Linked DNA regions of Mus musculus: all the other regions are linked to region 4. The links are chromatin contacts, called in public HiChIP or PLAC-seq, Micro-C and promoter capture Hi-C maps. All regions are on one chromosome and are shown on one strand. Each heading gives the region's core, a stretch centred on a gene start, on an enhancer-like site or on the middle of the called end of the contact. The rest is flanking DNA. Distances are from core to core; before and after follow the strand shown. Region 1 holds the start of Tdrd1 (tudor domain containing 1). Region 2 holds the start of Afap1l2 (actin filament associated protein 1-like 2). Region 3 overlaps Ablim1 (actin-binding LIM protein 1). Region 4 holds the start of Atrnl1 (attractin like 1). Region 5 overlaps Ccdc172 (coiled-coil domain containing 172).

The links. Hi-C and Micro-C count contacts between places; a contact is called where the count stands out from the background. HiChIP or PLAC-seq counts read pairs in DNA pulled down with a chosen protein or histone mark. Capture Hi-C pulls out chosen DNA fragments and counts their contacts.
Region 1: a Micro-C map of embryonic stem cells shows a contact between it and region 4, with 3 times the contacts expected there. The contact joins the promoter of Tdrd1 here to the promoter of Atrnl1 in region 4. A contact is called at or near these places in 3 of 39 promoter capture datasets (liver, pre-B cells and second pharyngeal arch cranial neural crest) and 2 of 484 Hi-C or Micro-C datasets (both in embryonic stem cells).
Region 2: a promoter capture Hi-C map of liver shows a contact between it and region 4. The contact joins the promoter of Afap1l2 here to the promoter of Atrnl1 in region 4. A contact is called at or near these places in 1 of 39 promoter capture datasets (embryonic stem cells), 1 of 115 datasets of contacts at active chromatin or transcription factors (embryonic stem cells) and 1 of 9 other capture datasets (liver).
Region 3: a contact with region 4 is called in a FOXA1 HiChIP or PLAC-seq map of pancreatic cancer cells. The contact joins the enhancer-like site here to the promoter of Atrnl1 in region 4. A contact is called at or near these places in 7 of 39 promoter capture datasets (the 3T3-L1 cell line, the C10 cell line, cranial neural crest and 3 more), 1 of 484 Hi-C or Micro-C datasets (cumulus cells), 10 of 115 datasets of contacts at active chromatin or transcription factors (acute myeloid leukemia, astrocytes, cardiomyocytes and 7 more) and 1 of 9 other capture datasets (embryonic stem cells).
Region 5: a FOXA1 HiChIP or PLAC-seq map of pancreatic cancer cells shows a contact between it and region 4. The contact joins the enhancer-like site here to the promoter of Atrnl1 in region 4. A contact is called at or near these places in 2 of 39 promoter capture datasets (the 3T3-L1 cell line and hippocampal neurons) and 5 of 115 datasets of contacts at active chromatin or transcription factors (bone marrow-derived macrophages, embryonic hindbrain, embryonic limb bud and 2 more).

The regions. Positions count from the first base shown.
Region 1 is chr19:56,824,607-56,828,034 of GRCm38.p6, forward strand. Tdrd1 (tudor domain containing 1) reads left to right here and starts at 1,603. Exons shown (of 26, transcript NM_001002238.2): 1 at 1,603-1,658.
Region 2 is chr19:57,007,052-57,010,446 of GRCm38.p6, forward strand. It overlaps Afap1l2 (actin filament associated protein 1-like 2), which reads right to left and starts at 1,524. Exons shown (of 19, transcript NM_001177797.1): 1 at 1,100-1,524. The coding sequence starts at 1,115.
Region 3 is chr19:57,077,923-57,081,138 of GRCm38.p6, forward strand. Ablim1 (actin-binding LIM protein 1) reads right to left here. Exons shown (of 26, transcript NM_178688.4): 8 at 1,891-1,949. Among named protein-coding and RNA genes, the nearest start is that of Afap1l2, 71 kb to the left of the region's middle. Within about 2 kb of position 1,604, at least 140 of the 459 cell types and tissues checked have an H3K27ac peak or open chromatin away from gene starts, as enhancers often do. A contact at or near this core is called in astrocytes, extraembryonic endoderm stem cells and pancreatic cancer cells, where this site is marked.
Region 4 is chr19:57,609,457-57,612,576 of GRCm38.p6, forward strand. It overlaps Atrnl1 (attractin like 1), which reads left to right and starts at 1,578. Exons shown (of 29, transcript NM_181415.4): 1 at 1,578-2,187. The coding sequence starts at 1,898.
Region 5 is chr19:58,522,822-58,525,892 of GRCm38.p6, forward strand. Ccdc172 (coiled-coil domain containing 172) reads left to right here. Exons shown (of 9, transcript NM_029372.3): 4 at 3,027-3,071. Among named protein-coding and RNA genes, the nearest start is that of Ccdc172, 12 kb to the left of the region's middle. Within about 2 kb of position 1,425, at least 72 of the 459 cell types and tissues checked have an H3K27ac peak or open chromatin away from gene starts, as enhancers often do. A contact at or near this core is called in bone marrow-derived macrophages, extraembryonic endoderm stem cells and pancreatic cancer cells, where this site is marked.

The sequences.
Region 1 (3,428 bases), core at 353-2,852, 780 kb before region 4:
GAAAAGTTACAAGGCGTGGCTACGAGTTTGGAGCAAGAAGTGTGTAAAATAGCGTAGGACATATTCTGTTCAGAGGTGGGGCATAACGACTTTCTCCTCTATCACATTGTGTGGAAAGGGGGAAACTTTACGGGGCAGAAATGTAATAAATGTCAGTCATATGATGACGCCTGTTATTCATTATTGTGAATCATGTTCATAAAATGTATCAGACAGTATCCTACAATAAAAGTGTGACTTTGCCTCTGTAGTCTTCCAAACAACTCATACTCCATTCCTATCAAGTGCATCAGACAAACCCCAGGACCAGGAGGATGCTTCCAAAAGCCTCCTCGGTGCTCCTGGAAGCTGTCAATCAGGAGAAACTGCCTTGGCTATGGGAAGATAGCTAAATGTGATGTTAGATTCTGGCTAAAAAGATGTATAGAAGCAGGGCAGGAATCCGAACAAATCATGGGCTTCGTTAATAACAGCAGTTTCAAACATGTTTGTTTTAGGAGAAACTGATTGTAACCTCACCAATGAGAACTCTTCTTTTTCTATATTCTAGAAATTAATAAAAATGAAGAAAAGATAATGACCGGCATGATAGCTGAAGGAAAAGAGAGAAAAAGAAATTAAAAAAGGAAGGACATGACTGCTCCTAGGTATGGTGTAGTAGGAGGTTTATTATAGACATGAGGGAGAGCAGAGACAGAGACATCTAAGAGAGTCCAGAGGGAACCTGACCCTGACCTGGGTTCTGTGAGGAGCCGGGGAGAGGGAGAGCCAGGAGAGAAAAGGGTAGACAAAAGCCTGGAGAACCAACATGGCCAGATTATATAGGGAAAGGCAGCTGGGGGAAGAGCAGCCCAGACCCTGGGCTGGAGAAGTTTAGGGGTTGGGGGTGGGGTATGCCAGTCATACCCTGTAACAGGTAGGGACTGAGGGATGCTGGGAGAACCTATCAGCCAGGTCCAATTTGATATATTAAATAGGCACTCAACCATTCGTCCTGGGTTTGAGACATAACAGTAGTCCATGCCTTTAAAACCCCAGCATTCCAGAGAACCACAGGTGGTTGGTTATCTCTGAGTTCACGGCCAACCCGGTCAACATTGCAAGTGACAGAGGCACGTGGGTCTCTGTGCTCAGGGTCTACATCCAAGTAACAGGCCAGCTAGAGATTACATAATGAGATACAGTCTCAAAACAAAGGAACCGACTTCCCAAAAGTTGTGCCCTGACTTCCACATATGTGCCATGGCACAAAATAAGTGAAAATGTAAAAAGAACAAAGACATAAATCTGAGCATTGCTTCTTAACATTCAAGAAGTGACTGTTTGGGGGCCTGGGTCTGGCGTGTTTAGTTTCCAGAGGAGGCAGGCCCAGGAGAGTAAGCTGGAAAACCAAAAGTCCCTCACCTAGTTAAAATAGCAACCTCAGTGACTCTCAGCGCGGCCTCCGGGACACCTTTCTAGAGAAAGCTAGAAATTCCTGTAAAGCTAGAAATTCCTGGGTGAGCCTGCACCACCACCAAGCACCTGCGGGTGATCAATCAGAGCAGCTCCGCAGGCTCGGCTGCACTGGGCGCGTGGGTGGGGCTGCGCGCACGTGGGAGTAAACTGCGCAGGCGCGGGCCCCGCACCACGCGGCGGCTTTGAGCGTCCGAGGCGAGGTGAGCACGGGTGGAGCTCCTGGACCTCGGAGCTGCGGGGTAGGGCAAACGCCAGCATGAGTGGTCAGCTTCAGAAACCAGTCCGGGCCAGCGCCCTTTCTTCTTTTTCTGGGTCAGGCGGTCCAGGGCGCCCGGGCTCCGGAGCTCGGTTTCCAAGACGGTCTCGGGCGTGGGTCGTTGGGAGCCGGAAGTCCAGAGCTGGACGTTGAGGTCGGGCGTTACACCGGGCGGGCGTTGGGCGGGCACAGGAGCTGCACGTTGGGGACAGGCTGGAAGGGCAGAGACCCCGGGGCTGTCCCAGAGCAATGGGTGTGAGTGGATTCTGGCTGGGTTATAGGGAGCAGAGCCCAGGAACTGGGATATGGGCAAGCAGAGGCCCCGTGCACGGTTTGGAAACGGCGCTTTTAAAGTGTCAAAGTGTATGTGTGTGTTTTTCCACACTCGAAGACTTGTGGATTCAGTGCTTTGGTTGAAGTCACAGCTAGAGTGCCAACTTTATAGATTCTTTCCCTAAACCCTTTTGCCTCCTATAGAATCAGTAGGATTACCAGGTTTATAAAGTGAGATGACTAACTTCTGCTGGGTCACTCTTGGCACTTGCCTTGCCTTTCCTAGACCTCAGGTGTAAGTAAGTTTCTCTATTAGGCCTCCGGAGTTAAGCAGACTGCAGTAGTCTAAGTAGGTATATCAGGTGGGTGCTGGGCCCGAGTCGGATATGGTGGATGGAAGGTGGCAACTATTCCCATCTACTAGTCACTTGCATTTAAAAGTAATGTACTTTAACCATGAGAGTACACCTATCTTAAACGTGCAACCCCTCCTGGTCATGGTTTACCACCAAAATCTCACTCCACACTGAGGTGGGAGGCACAAAGGATAACAAATTCAAGGGCAGCAAACGAAATCTTGTAACCTTGTTCCTCATGACACAAAGAAAGTCTGGGGAGTACGTATTTGTGATAGTGATTTTCGGCGTGCGCATACACGCAACTATGCGCATGCCCGTCCATCCTTGTCCCACAAATGAATTGTTTGCTGCTCCTTGCGGGGAGGAGGGTGTTAGAAAGCAGCCCCCCTTTCCCTGAGTGGTTTAAATCCTTGCCCCTTGTCTAATCTTCATGGTAGTATCTAGGAGGAAGCTACTGCTTCTGCCTGCATTTTATAGTTGCTGAATCCTAGAAAGATGAAGCCGTTTTAAGGAAAATAGCATAGCTAAATGAGGAAGGTGGGGCTTGGGCCTGATTTCTGCTCAGGCTCTTGGTCTACCGAGCCATTGGCTTTTACAGCTCTAAAATGTCTCTCCTGGAATGCACAAAGTCACCAGGAAGGCAAGAACAAACTTGAGGAGAGGAAAGGCGTTGGACCTGCGAGTTTCTGAGTGCACACTAATCCTTCCACGCAGGACCTCTCTAAGGCCTCGGCTCTGAACTGGAGGGAGAAGACTAGGCTAGTCATTGTTTGTAGGGATGCCTCCAGCCACATAAGAAGGCACAAAGATGGGCTCTATGGGAATAAAAAGTCAGGGTCTATTTCTCATGTGCTCAGAGCATGAGAGGAATACAGGCAAAGTGAAGGGCCTGCCCGCCCTCCATCCCTCCAGAACTATTCCATTTAATTCACTTTTTTCTTTCAATTGGCAGTTCTACACATTTCAACACATTGATTCTCCATTCTGTTTAAGAAATTTGAGTGCCGTTCAAATCTCCTCTGCTAGCTAAACCAGCAGATAATTACTTTTAATTCTGGGATTGTTACATTTTAATTCATCAC
Region 2 (3,395 bases), core at 274-2,773, 600 kb before region 4:
CCTGGCGCTCCTCCCCTACCCCGCTGACTCCAGAGCCCTGACCCTGCATTCACAGGTGAGTCACTAAAAAGACTACGTTAGGAAACTAAAGCCTGCCCGCACAGTTCCCTTATGTGAGTTCCATAAATAAGAAACCATAGAGGGAGATCGAGATTCCTTGGCAACCTGAGCGTTTGCCTTATTACCCTCCCATGGGAAAATAAGTGCAGAGGCAGAATTTCCCCTTGCAGGCTTAACTTAGACAACCCCTAAAAAGAGCGAGTACAAGACCCTTTTCCCAGAGGGAGGCATGTAGGGGCGCACCGACGCATCTGCCTCAGGGGCAGCACCTTGAACCCCCTTTTCAAAGGACCTACTATCTGAGGTTTCTGGATTCCAGCCCTGGGGCTCCAAAACCCTTCGGGCATATCCGGACCGGCCCTCCCACCATGGTTTGGCCAAGATCCCTGGCCAGAGCCAAATCCAAGCTCGCTCAGCTGCCAGGACGCCTACGGGCGCTCCACCTGCTGGGCAGTCCACTGGGCTCCTAACTCACACCCCCCCCACGCAGCTTTGGGGTGCAGGATCCGCAAAGGGCATGGCGAGGCAGGTTACAAAGTGGTAGAGAGACGGACCTTGTCAAGAACAGAATAGCACGCCACCCCACCACATTAGGAGTTTTTTCTGCTACCGGACAAGACTTTTCCGGGAATCTGCAAGAAGCCCCTCAACAAGGCAGCATCCATAGAAAGAGCCCTACAACTCGCCCCTTTGCCCCCAGCAGCCCCTTACTGTTGAGACCTTACTAGGGCCCCCCTCGACTGTAGACATCTTTTCCCCAAGGCAAACTGAAACTGGGGGTGACGGGATGGCTCAGGACACACCCTCGGTTCTCCAACAGGTGAGAAGCCTCACTTTGACCTCCAAGCAGAGACCTCTGCCCCAGGGGCCCAGGAGTATCAAATAGCACGGACGGCATTCTACGCCCAGAAGCCCACCGCCCTGTTCGTGACTCCTCGGTCGCCCTCTCTAGGGCTGCGGTCCCTTGGGCGTAGACTGTCCGTTCTGGACACCTGAGTCCGGGATACCCGGAGCAAGTAGGTGCGCCCTGCGCCCTCACCTTTGTAGCGCTCCATCCCGGGCACGGTGTGCGCTGCTATCGGCTCCGCGCTGAGTTCTCCGCGCTGGACTCCGCGCTGGGCTCCGCGCCCCCGCTGAGCGCTGGCCCCTCCCAGTGAAGTCACGCTCGCCGCCCGACCTCCCGGAGTGGCCGCCGCGCCCCTAGCCCTCCGATCCTGACTCCACCCGAGCCGCCCTGGACCCCGCCAGGGATCTCCACAGCCGGTCAGGACAATCAGCGCTCTGGTCCTCACGCACCCCGCACTGGGCTCCCCGTCCCGAACGCAGATCACTTCCTCCAAGTTGGCCCGAGGGCGGCGGCGCGAAAGAAAGAGCCTGGGACGTCCTCAAAGCCCGGGGAAGACTCCGGGAACAGCGAGCTCCCGTAGGTCTCCACCAAGATCTGTTTTCTCCAGTGTTGAGACTGCGAACCCAATGCCGGGAGGAGGAGACTGAGGGCCAGCGGGGAGGTGGAGACGGACCTAGAGCGCCTCCTGCTTGATCCATCAAGCCAGTGCGCCCACATCCTGGGCCCTCCTGGATTAGCTCCTTGAATTTAGAAGCCGCTGGGGGCCGGCTTTCAGTCCACCTTGCCTGGCACCTGTACATCGTGCACACTTTAGAGCACAGGAAATGACCTCCTTGTAGCCTGCTGCCTGAGCCCAGATTTTATGGGCGTCTTAGCCTAGGCTTTCCTGAGGAGGATTACAGTGTCTGGAGCCTCCTCAGCAAGCCTGGTCTTCAAGAAAAGATGGCACCTGTCCGAGGTTATTTTCACCTCGGAACACATTTAATCCTTTTCTTTTGATTCCCTCCAATCCTTCCAAATTCCTAAATCCTCTCCAAAGATTATGGGGTTTTTGTTTGTTTTGTTTGTTTGTTTTTGGTTTTTCGAGACAGGGTTTCTCTGTATAGCCCTGGTTGTCCTGGAACTCACTTTGTAGACCAGGCTGGCCTCGAACTCAGAAATCCGCCTGCCTCTGCCTCCCAAGTGCTGCGATTAAAGGCGTGCGCCGCCACGCCCGGCTACGTTTTCTTTTAAACTTTCGGATTTCACTTTTTAAACCATGCTTGGACTCTCGACAAAGGCCCGGAATATACACTTAGGGAAGGTTTGTTGTTTTCCGAGAGCCCCCTTCATGCTTCCTTGGAGCAGCAGAGTCAGCTTTGATCTCTGCAGATCTTCCGCCCAGCGATCTGCACAAACACTTTTCCTAGTTAGAGCAGCAGCTCACGTGAACAGAGCCCTCCTAGCCAGCCAGGAGCCTCGCTCAGGGCTGCAAAACCCCAGCCTTTCAGTTTGCCCATTCACCCTGAGGTAGCAGGTCGCTGTCTGTCTCCTGTAGTATAAACAAGTTTAGGGGGAAGGGGGTGGACAAAGTCACATGGGAGGAGCCCTAGGGATGCCTACTTCCAAGTCTTATGTGTGTAGGTCAGAGACCTCCACATGCCACATGCACATGAACACACATGCAAGTACACACACACACACACACACACACACACACACACACACACACACACAGTTGGCAGCAAGAATGGGCATCTCCCAAGAGAATCAGGGTAGGAAGAGGTATTCCGCTGGCCTCCTGTACAGTAGCCCTCAAACAGTCGAGCAGCTGTGTTTCTGCCTTAGTGTTCTCATTCCTACCCCTTTCTTCCTCTTGCAAATGGCCCAGCAGGGCACACACCCTCCGTTCTGTGGTGGTTCCAGACTACTCTCAGTGGAGCCCTGGGTTTTCTTTGAAATGCTCAGTATTGGAAAAGAAGCCTCAAGTCTGTGGTCACTGGTCACTTTTGGCCAGACTCCTGCCCTGCCTGCTGAAGCTGAGTGAGCAGGTCAGGCCCCACTCAGCAGGGCTTCCGAGCTAACCTTCACACTGAAGGCTGAAGAAAGCTTGGCCCTGGCTGACACCCCTAGGGTTAAAGGGTCTCCACTCTACAAACGAGCACACAAAGAAGTGAGACTTGTGTAATTTTACAGAGTCAGGACACAAACCAGGCAGAGCCCAGGTTTCCTGACTCCAAATCCTACTTCCCTCACAGCCTTTACCTCAGGCTTTCCTGTGACATTAACTGGGCAGTGCTGTTCCCCCAAATCCTCTGACACCTGTTTCTGCCCTTCAAGAAAGCATGGCACCCCCTTCTAGGCCAGCAAGGCTCTCGTCCGTGTCTTGCCAAGTTCATTAACCCTTCCTTGTCTCCAAACTGGTTATAGCTTCCCTGAATCCTCTCCAGACATACAAAATATTAAAAATGCAGTTCAAGTCGATCTAAACCTGCAATTCACAACCCTT
Region 3 (3,216 bases), core at 354-2,853, 530 kb before region 4:
ATTTGACATGTGATTAAAAGGCCAGGAAATCTTGGCTCAAGAAGTGTGCGTAGACACACCCTTCAGGCACTCCAGATTAATTCCTCTGTTGAAAATGTACCCCACTCTAAGCCTCACCAGCATCAGCCTATACCCCAACTCTGGGCCGGAGCCACTTCCCTCAGGTGAGGCCAGCCCCTTCCTATGGATGATGGTGACTTCGAGCCAGCCTGCCTCCCAGGGAGGGCATCACGGAGAGAAAAGCACTGCAATTTTCTGCAAAGCTTACGGAAGGGACAAAACAAAGGAAGACCATTCCTCTTGGCCAGAGCCAGTGAAATCTTTTATTCATTTTTTTCCATAAGCTTCCCTAGAGAGTTCCGTGGAGATGTGTTCAAGGGTTTGCTTTGTTTTCTGATCATTTTAGGGAGAGGCTCTGCAAACTGCAGCTATCCTTACAGAGAAAATATGCCTGGCCCATTCCGTCTGGCCTCATTAACATTCCTCTCCATTCCGCACAAAGACTTCATCAGGGATGAAGTTTTTTGAAAAAGGGGGGGTGGGGGATGCGGGATTCTTTCGAAAACAAAAGCCACCCTGTAGAGGTGGGATGGATGGATGCCTGGCTCCTTGGGTGGTTTTTGGGCAGGAGCCCCAGTGCAGTTTTATATCCCTGGAACAAAGTGTCCACAGGCACCAGTGCCAACGCTCTGGGAAGGTAGCCTGTTGCTTGAATACCCGTGCTTCCTCCAAATTCCAAGCTCAGTCTACCTGGTGGATGAATGGACTTAGGGGGCCATTAGTTATTAGCTGTGTGTGCGTGTGTGTGTGCGTGTGTGTGTGTGTGTGTGTGTGTGTATACTGAAGCTGCATGTCAGAAGCAGGGAAAACCGTTCCGATATCGGCAGGCACATCCCTCTGCTTTCCCCTGGCCCTCAATTATTCCGAGATTTTCTCTTTCCTCTACGTAAAGCCTGCCGCTAATAACAAAATACAAAGTAAAGGCTCCCGTGCATGCATGTATGCCAGTGATGAGAGTCAAAAGGAGATAAGAAAACAGGGCCTACAAGTCCAGAGGGGGCAGCGAAGGGACCTGAAAAATCCACTAACTGTTCCTTTGATGGGCGCCGCCTAAGGGTAGGCCCAGGGGGTTCATGAGTCTTGAGTCCAGCTCAAAAATAAATCTAAACCATTCTTTCCTTGGGACAGCAAGAAGATTAAAGTCAGACTCCATTTTCCTTCCCCTGGGACTCTTAACAGAGGGGCTGGGATCAAGCCTGATTATCACTGTGAGGAAAAGTCAGCCCTGCGTGAAAATCTGGACCAAGGCCAGGCTCTAGGTTAGAGTCTGGGCTTTACAACTCCGGAAGTGGAACTCTGCCCTCTAGGACGGCTCTGAGGACTGACCAATCATAGAGCTGATGGCAGCATTATCCTTGCCATAAGCATAAGGTTTTATGCCTGAGTGACTTGTATCCTTTGGAGCTAGAGGCTGCTCTTTTGAATTTGGATTTCAGAAATGAGCAAAACACACCAGAGCTAAGCAATAGTTACAGAGTCTGGGGCAAAACAGTGCATGGTGGTTTAAGCCAAGAGGGTTACCATGGCTACTTGATGAATCATTTTCCCCTAGCTGTACGACTTTTGGGTACTTTCCTAAGTCACTGACTGCCAAGATAAGGCCAACAGAGTCCAACACAAGCTTAAGAACAACAATAGAACATATTTATGGTGGGAGGGAACCCTCTTAGTTGGCCATTTGGACTTTGGCCTCAGGTTTTCTATAAAGGAAAAAAAAAAAAAAAAAAAAAAAAAAAAAAAGAGCCCATGAGAAGCACTTCCCCAAAGCCCAGGAACTAGTGAGCACACAGTGGTGACCTCCAGAGCATCCCATTCTGACCCCTTCCTTACCCGCAGCTTCTCCTCTGTCTTAGTGGACTGCTTACAGTCGGGATGCCACACGGTAGAACCTGGAAAGACAGAATGAACTGTGGGAATAGAGGAAATGGAAAGAAGGCACAGTCCTGTTAAGCAGACTTTCCACAGACCCCTCCCTCCCCAGCACAGGGTCCCACATGTGACCTCTGACCGTGAAGTCAACTCTACCCTTTGAGTGAGTTCTGAACTTGCTGTACACAGGGCACAATGGAGGGCCACAGAATGGAGTCTGAGAGCAGCCTCACACAAGAGATGTTTCCCTTTTAATAGGGTTACATTGTCTTTCTTTTTAAAACATAAATCATTGTTCTTTAAAAAGTAACACCTGAGACCTGAGTCCTTACTACTGGTTCTACTTGATCTTAGAATTAAAGCCATGTTTACATAAGTAACCATCAAAACACCCAAGCCACTTAATGAAGAGAAGTAGAGTCAAACTCAATGGCCCAGGTCCAGGTGTAAAACCTACTGAAGCTTTCATTTTTTTTTTTTTTTTAGGATTATTTATTTTATTTTATATATGTGAGTACACTGTCGCTGTCTTCAGACACACCAGAAGAGGGCATCCGATTCTTTTGCAGATGATTGTAAGCCACTATGTGGTTGCTAGGAATCGAACTTGGGACCTCTGGAAGAGCAAATAGTGCTCTTAACCACTGAGGCGCCTCTCACCCCTCATTCTTCTATTTCTATAGTTGCCCACACTTAGAGGAGAAATCAGATCAACTGGCAACGTTGTTAAACTTAGTTTATAAATCTTTCAACTTTTTAATTAAGTAACAGGAACAAAATCCTTTGGCTTCAATGAGTCAAGTAATGACCGAGGTGGATTTTCTGTTCCTGCTTCTAAGATCTCCCTTTCTCAGACTTCGAAGAACCTTCATGGGTGACACAGGTATCAAAGAATTAAAAAGCTGGAAGTCTCTCTTATGCTCTTACTCTCCTACTCTCACCCTCTCTGTCCCTTCTTCTCTTCCCTATTCCCCTCTCCCCTCTCTCTCTACATGTTCCTGGCTGGCCTCTCCTCTCCCCTCTCTACTCTGTCCACTCCCCTTCCCCCTCCCCCAACCTGTCCCCTGTCCCCTCTCCCTCTCTCTGCCTTTCTCTATCTCTACTCCATCCTCAATTCCCCTCCCCATGCCCTAAATAAACTCTGTTCCATTTTTTAAAAAAGCTTAAAGTCCTTATCTTGAAACTTCAGCCCCTGTGCTATGATTGTGTAAGACTGGATGCATACATAACAGGTATCATATACATGTACGACCACAGGAAAGGATGATATGTCAATTCTGTGTCCAC
Region 4 (3,120 bases), core at 328-2,827:
GGAGCCTTTTTTTTTTTTTTTTTTTTCCAGGACTTTTGTTTTCCTCTTAAGTCATTGCTGAGGTATTTGCAAACCAAGCCAGCCAGCACTTATGTTTTATTCACCAAAGGAGAACAAAGCAGCTGCAAACAGAAGTGGGCTGATAAACATTGAAAACGCACACAAGTTAGAGGACTTGATCCGTTTCTGCTACCAACACGCACCTCAGCCTTTCTCATGCTATTCCCTCATCTGCGAAATGGGGTTAATAGAGGATTTTCTCTGTGAATTGGGATGATGGAGATTAAAAGAGATGACGTGGGTACATTATTCCCAAAATAAACTCGGAGTGAATCTTAACAATAATATTATGACTGTGGTTACAACCAAAACTTTTCTGCTCCAGCTGTCAGAAATGTCTGGTGAGTTTCACAATCTTGTTCGTACCGCCTGCTCCTTGGTGGAGCTCCAACAACTCTCGAGGGTGCTTGCCTGCAATTTGTGCACAGCTTCCTCTCAAGGGTTCAGCTAACAGGCCCGTATAGAGAAAAGTAGAAGACATATCTCAGCTTATGCAATTAAATCTTGGAAAGTCATCTCAAGGAAGAAATAGATGCCGCTGAAAACGGGAAAGGGCCCTTTCTGGAAATCACTTCTGCTTTTCTGAAGGAAAAAAAAAAGCCCCGATGTCGCAACATTTTTCAAGAGAGAATAGTGTCCCAGACGAAGGAGGAAACATAGACAAGAGAAAAGAAGATTTGGTGAGGTTCCGAGGCAGCGTCGGGAGGGGTGGCTCTCGGAGCAGTTCTTTGTTGGGCATGAGGAGCCCCGATTGGGCGATAAAGAGCCGCCGCGGCTGAGGTCGCCCCACGGGAGCAGCTTCGCGCCCCATGCAGCCCCTCACCCCACTCCGCCCTGTCCCTGCACCCCATAACGTGGTCAGACCGCGGTGCCTTTAAGACTTTGCTGGCTGCACATGCTCAGCTCTTTGTGTGTAGTTGGGAGTTTTTAAGAAAAAAAAAAAAAAGAAGAAGAAGAAGAAACGTGCAGGAGACTCGGGGAGCGCTGGGGCGGGCGCCTCACTTTTGCAGCCCGCGGAGTACAAGGTTGCCTTCCTGCCGAGGCCCCGAGGTCGGAGTGGGTTTCTCCTCCGTGGGCTCCGCGGCGCGGGCCACACCTGGGGACGCACTCCCAGCGGTGCCCGCCGGCCGGGTGGGCGCGCGGGGGAGTCCCAGGTCCCCGTCAGGGGCCGGGCGAGACCACCGCGCCCGGACCGAGGGGGGGGGAGTGGCCACGAGAGTGCGTACGCACAAGGCTGCGGGGACGTCTCTCCGCAGTTTGGGCTGCGACCGCGGCCACAGCAACTGTGTCTGGAGGACGGAGGGAAGCAGGCTGCTGCGGTATCTCAGGCTAGCAGGAGTACCGCCGGGTACCGACAGCCGCCCTCCCCTCCCCGCGTGCTCCTGTTGGACGCGCCCATCTCGGGGGCTCCCGCGCGGCCCCGCCCTCCCGGGCGAGCCTCGGCATTCGGCGCGGGGCGCGGGCGAGGCGGGGCCGTGCGGGTCCCCTCCCCCTTCCCGCCCGGTCCCCTCCCCCTCGGGTCCCCTCCGGAGCGCGGGGCGCCGCCGGCTCTTCGCTCCGCTCCCGGAGCTACCGTGGCTGCAGGGTTCGGCTCGCCGAGGACAAGGTCAGGGGAGCGGGCGGCGATGCCCGAGTGTGACTGGAGGCAGCCGACCGGAGGCCGCCGCGCCTGGGATCCGCCGCTCCGGACCGGTCAGCGGGACGGGGGTCGGCGCCGTTGAGGAGCCGAGGAACAGCAGCGGCGGCGGCGAGGTCCTCTGCGGCCGGGATCCCCGCTCAGCGGCATCCCCGTGCGCTCCCGCGAGCGCAGCCCCGCCGAGCCGGGACGCCGAGGAAGATGGAGCCGGGGGTCCGGGCCCGCTCGGGTGCCCCGCAGCCGGCCTCCCCGGTGCTGTGGAGGGCTCGGCCGGCGGGCGGTGGGGGCGCCTCCTCCTGGCTGCTGCTGGACGGGAACAGCTGGCTGCTGTGCTATGGCTTCCTCTACCTGGCGCTCTATGCTCAGGTGTCCCAGTCCAAGCCCTGCGAGAGGACTGGCTCCTGCTTCTCCGGTCGCTGTGTCAACTCCACCTGCCTGTGCGACCCGGGCTGGGTTGGGGACCAGTGCCAGCACTGCCAGGGCAGGTTCAAGTAAGTGCTACCGTGGGACCCCAAGCCTCAGCCCTGCCCCGCCAGCGTAGCTCCCCGCCCCGCTCTGGCCTCGGGGTCCCCGGGAGGGGGCCCTACGCTGCGCCCCTCCAGCCTCCGGGTGCCCCGGGGAGCTCCAGCAGGCGCCCAGCCCGGGCTGACTCGGTGCTTTCCGCATGTCCTCAGCGGCTTGTCATCCTCTGCGCAGAAAGAATGTTCTCACTCCAATTCGTGCCAAACTCCGCCAATTAGGACAGTATCTGTTTCCATCAGAAACGGAGGAAATAACTCATGAAAAATCCATGAACATTGTGAGAAGTCAGAGGCGTCAGGGTTTAAAGTTGTGGCCCAGCTCCTTCCCTGTGCTGTTCCTCTAGTCAGAGAGCACGCCTCGGTTTAGTAATCGTCGAGTGTGGTAAATAGGGTTTACAATGGGCAAACTACGATCTGTACCTTGTTATAAGTTTCTAGGTTGGTCCTCTCACCCATTTCCCCATAAGTCTATAACTTACTGGAATTTTACGCCTTCTATCCAGAACCTACAGAGAGAAATCCAGGCAGCAATTTAAGTTAACTCGATCAAGGTTATGCAGAAAATGCTGAGTCGTGATTCCAGTCCAGCCAGCTTCACTCCAGAATATGCATTTAGAGGTGTTGGGTTTATCAGGACAGTCATGGCTTTGTGTGACTTTTGACAGGTGTATGGGGGACAGCAGTTTGGTTTTGCTGAAAAGCAAGGTGCTAAGGAGCCTGCATCTCTGGGGAAGAGACACTTCTCCCTATTGGCTGATGCTTATTAGATTTCTGCCTCTATAAAAAGAAGTGGGGTGGCCGTTGGGAAGGCGGAGAAGTGGGTTTCTCTGAGAAACTGCAGGAAAGCGGTCACCGAGAAAGCTTGTCCTAGATATTTAACATGAAGTTTACGGCTGATTGTGG
Region 5 (3,071 bases), core at 175-2,674, 910 kb after region 4:
ATTGCATGCTGTCTCTTGAGGTCAGGAGCAATTTAGGAGACAGAGTCAATAATTTCTTTAGTTTCTGTTTACTGTAGACTAAACGGCTCACACTGCCATAGGCATGTTAGTGTCTCAGCTCAAACTTGATACGTCTGAAATCATTTCTCACACAGTACAGTTTGTGGCTTTACAGTATTTCCCTATCAGATCCCTCCTTGGCTGTTATCTTGTAACAAAGCAGAGGTAAGACGTCTGCAAGACAGTAATTCTGTGAGTGAGTAGTACACTCATCCTGTGAGTAAGTCAGGATTATATGTAGCTGGACTCTGGTTACTTTGTGGGTTCTTCTTTCTTCCACCCTTTCAATTTCCTAACACTAAACAAGAGAAAAAAGGATGGAGAGTGAAGGAAGAGATCCCTGAATAAAGCCAGGGTCAGTGAGGGGTCGAAGTCATCATTAGACGGCTTCCTGCTGAGTACAGCCTTGAGGTCCTGGGGGCATGGGTCATTTCTGCCATCAGAACATCTCAGTTCTTCTTGTTTCTTTGTGTACAACTACTTAACAGATCACAACCAACAGCAACCAGCCAAAAACCCACCAACATTTCACCTTATCTCTCAGGATCCTAGCATCTATATACACTCTGAAATGTTCCCAAAATTCCCAACATCACACAATTGCAGAAACTGTTTGCAGCTGGAAAGATCACATCCCCACCAGAGCAGGAGGCAAATCATAGTCAGCTGCTGTGGACAGTCTGCCGCCCATACCCCACACCTGGGATTAAGCTGTTGCTCCTGAAGGCAAAACTTACACGTAGCAAAGAACCAGGCAAAGCCAAGTGCTTGTCTCTTAAGTTCTAATAAAGAATAGAGCCAGGTCACCCAATTTCAGTGTCACCTCATCTGTACCCTGACCCATTGATGACCATAGCACTGGGAGGCGGCATGTAGGAAGCCCATCTCCCTTCGGGGCAGTGACTTTCCACCTTCTCCCACTTCCTCTGTTGTGCTTTCCCCTTGGTTGTCACGAGTGTTAAAAAAAGTGCGTGTGTGTGTGTGTGTGTGTGTGTGTGTCTGTGTGAAGGAGAAAGTGAGTGAGTAAGCATGGGTGGGTGTGGCTGTGAGTGTGTGGAGCTCAGAGGACGACTTTGTGCAGTTGGTTCTTTTCCTTCCACCCTCTGTTTTCTGAGAATCCGTATCAGAAACAGAAGTCAAGAATGTCAATCCTGAATGTGTACTATTAGCACATTAACCAGAGCCTGCAGCCTGAGTGCCCGCCCCTTAGTCCAGGACACTTAAGGAAAATACGAGACTCATTTGCCATTTTTTCTCTCTTTTTTTTTTTTTTTTTTTTTTTTGGTAACTCACGTGTACAGTTTTCCAACGTGATCTGTGTCTGAGACACTGTTGAGTCACAGTGTCACACGGCTGGGCACTGCTGACTCATCTGTGTCTGAAGCATTGTTATGGGCAGTGGTGCTGAAGTTCTTTTTATTATCAGAATTACTCAGAGGCAGCTTTAGCATTTCCATTTTAATGCCGTGATTTAGCAAGAAGGATGCTGAGAGACCTGGATTTTAACCCCATGCTTACCCCTAATCAATTAAACGTCCTTTATAAAATCTTGAACTTGTGGGCTGATCTTAGTCTCCTTTGTATAACAGCAATGAAGCGTCGTCGTGTTCTTACACTGAACAAATGAGGGGCTGCTTTGATCCTTTCCTTGTCTGCCCTGCTGCCTTGCGTGTGACGTTAAAGTCTGGAAACTGCATTTCCTGATTCTGCATCAGGGACACGAAGCCCCTCACTGTCCTCCCGGGGGTTTCAGGCATTACCTCAGTCATGCAAATGTATGTCTTTATCTGTGTCTGTGTCTTCAGATACGGTTGATGGGAACTGCACCCAGGACCCAGGTCGGGCGGCTGTGCTACACCTTATAGAAATGGAAGATCGTGTTTCTATTTCACGTCAGCTATTTTTTTCTAAATGCCAGTATTCCTAGGACTTACTAGCTGTAATATTTCAAAATGTCTTTGAAGCCAACCCCGTGGCTCTGGAATAGACTGCTCCCAGGCTCTTTACTGCTCAGTGTCTTCTGGGACACAGATTTCACAACCCGTCTCTCACCTTGAGGAAGTTCTTATAACTAACATAAATCTTGCTTTCTGCAATTTAAGTTGAATTTATATCATTTTTCTTTTCTCTGTAGAGATGAGAACAGCCCCAAGCTGGAGGTAACACACTGTCATGAGGACCAGTACTGAATGCTGCAGACAAACTATTTTAGTTTCTTGGCCTTTCATTCTGACTTTGTCTCAGAAGGAACTGTTTTTAAAGTCCAAATGAAATAATATCGGTGCTTATGAAATCTTTTGCTCTTTAGAATAAAATGGGGCACAAAAGTTAAATTTTTGGGAGGGAGGGGGAGATGGTGGTCTCTGATCCTGTTTGTAAGGATCTGTTGGGTGAATGCCTGCAAGAGGCAAGGATGGATTTCGCTTCCTTAGCTTTCAGCCACCTGCCAGTGCTGACCTTGCTACCTACCACTGAGCCTCTAAAAATAAGACCCCTGAGTAAATGGGTAAAATTCAAAGGTTGGGTTCTCAAAATGTATTTGGGATATTTAGCCAAATTTACGTCTACTTTATGCATAGTTAACGTCATAAACCTGGGTCTGGGCTGTAGAGATTTTCCCATGTTTGGTGGTCACAGCGATTGATTCTTTCTAAGTTGTGAGACTAGAAGCCTGCTCCTTGAAACAAGCTGTCCAGACGTGGGCTTCAGTGTGCATGGTCAGATGCTGCAGTACTCAGCTAACACTTGTGCTGAATGTGGGAGGAAAAAGAAACCAGCTGTGCCCCTCAGGAGCCCAGAGTCTGTCTACTCTGTAAGCTGTGAGGACACTGAGCTCAGGACCGGCAGTCACTTAGAGCAGTGCATGCAGGGAGTCGTATGTAACAATTGCAGGCCTGTTCAATTAACTGAGCCCTCAGATCTGTATCCATTTGCTTCGTTCTGATTTCTGTATTTTCCTTTTGAAGGTTCAGCAGTTGTCTGAGAAATCTTTCCTCTTAGAGCTTCTGAAA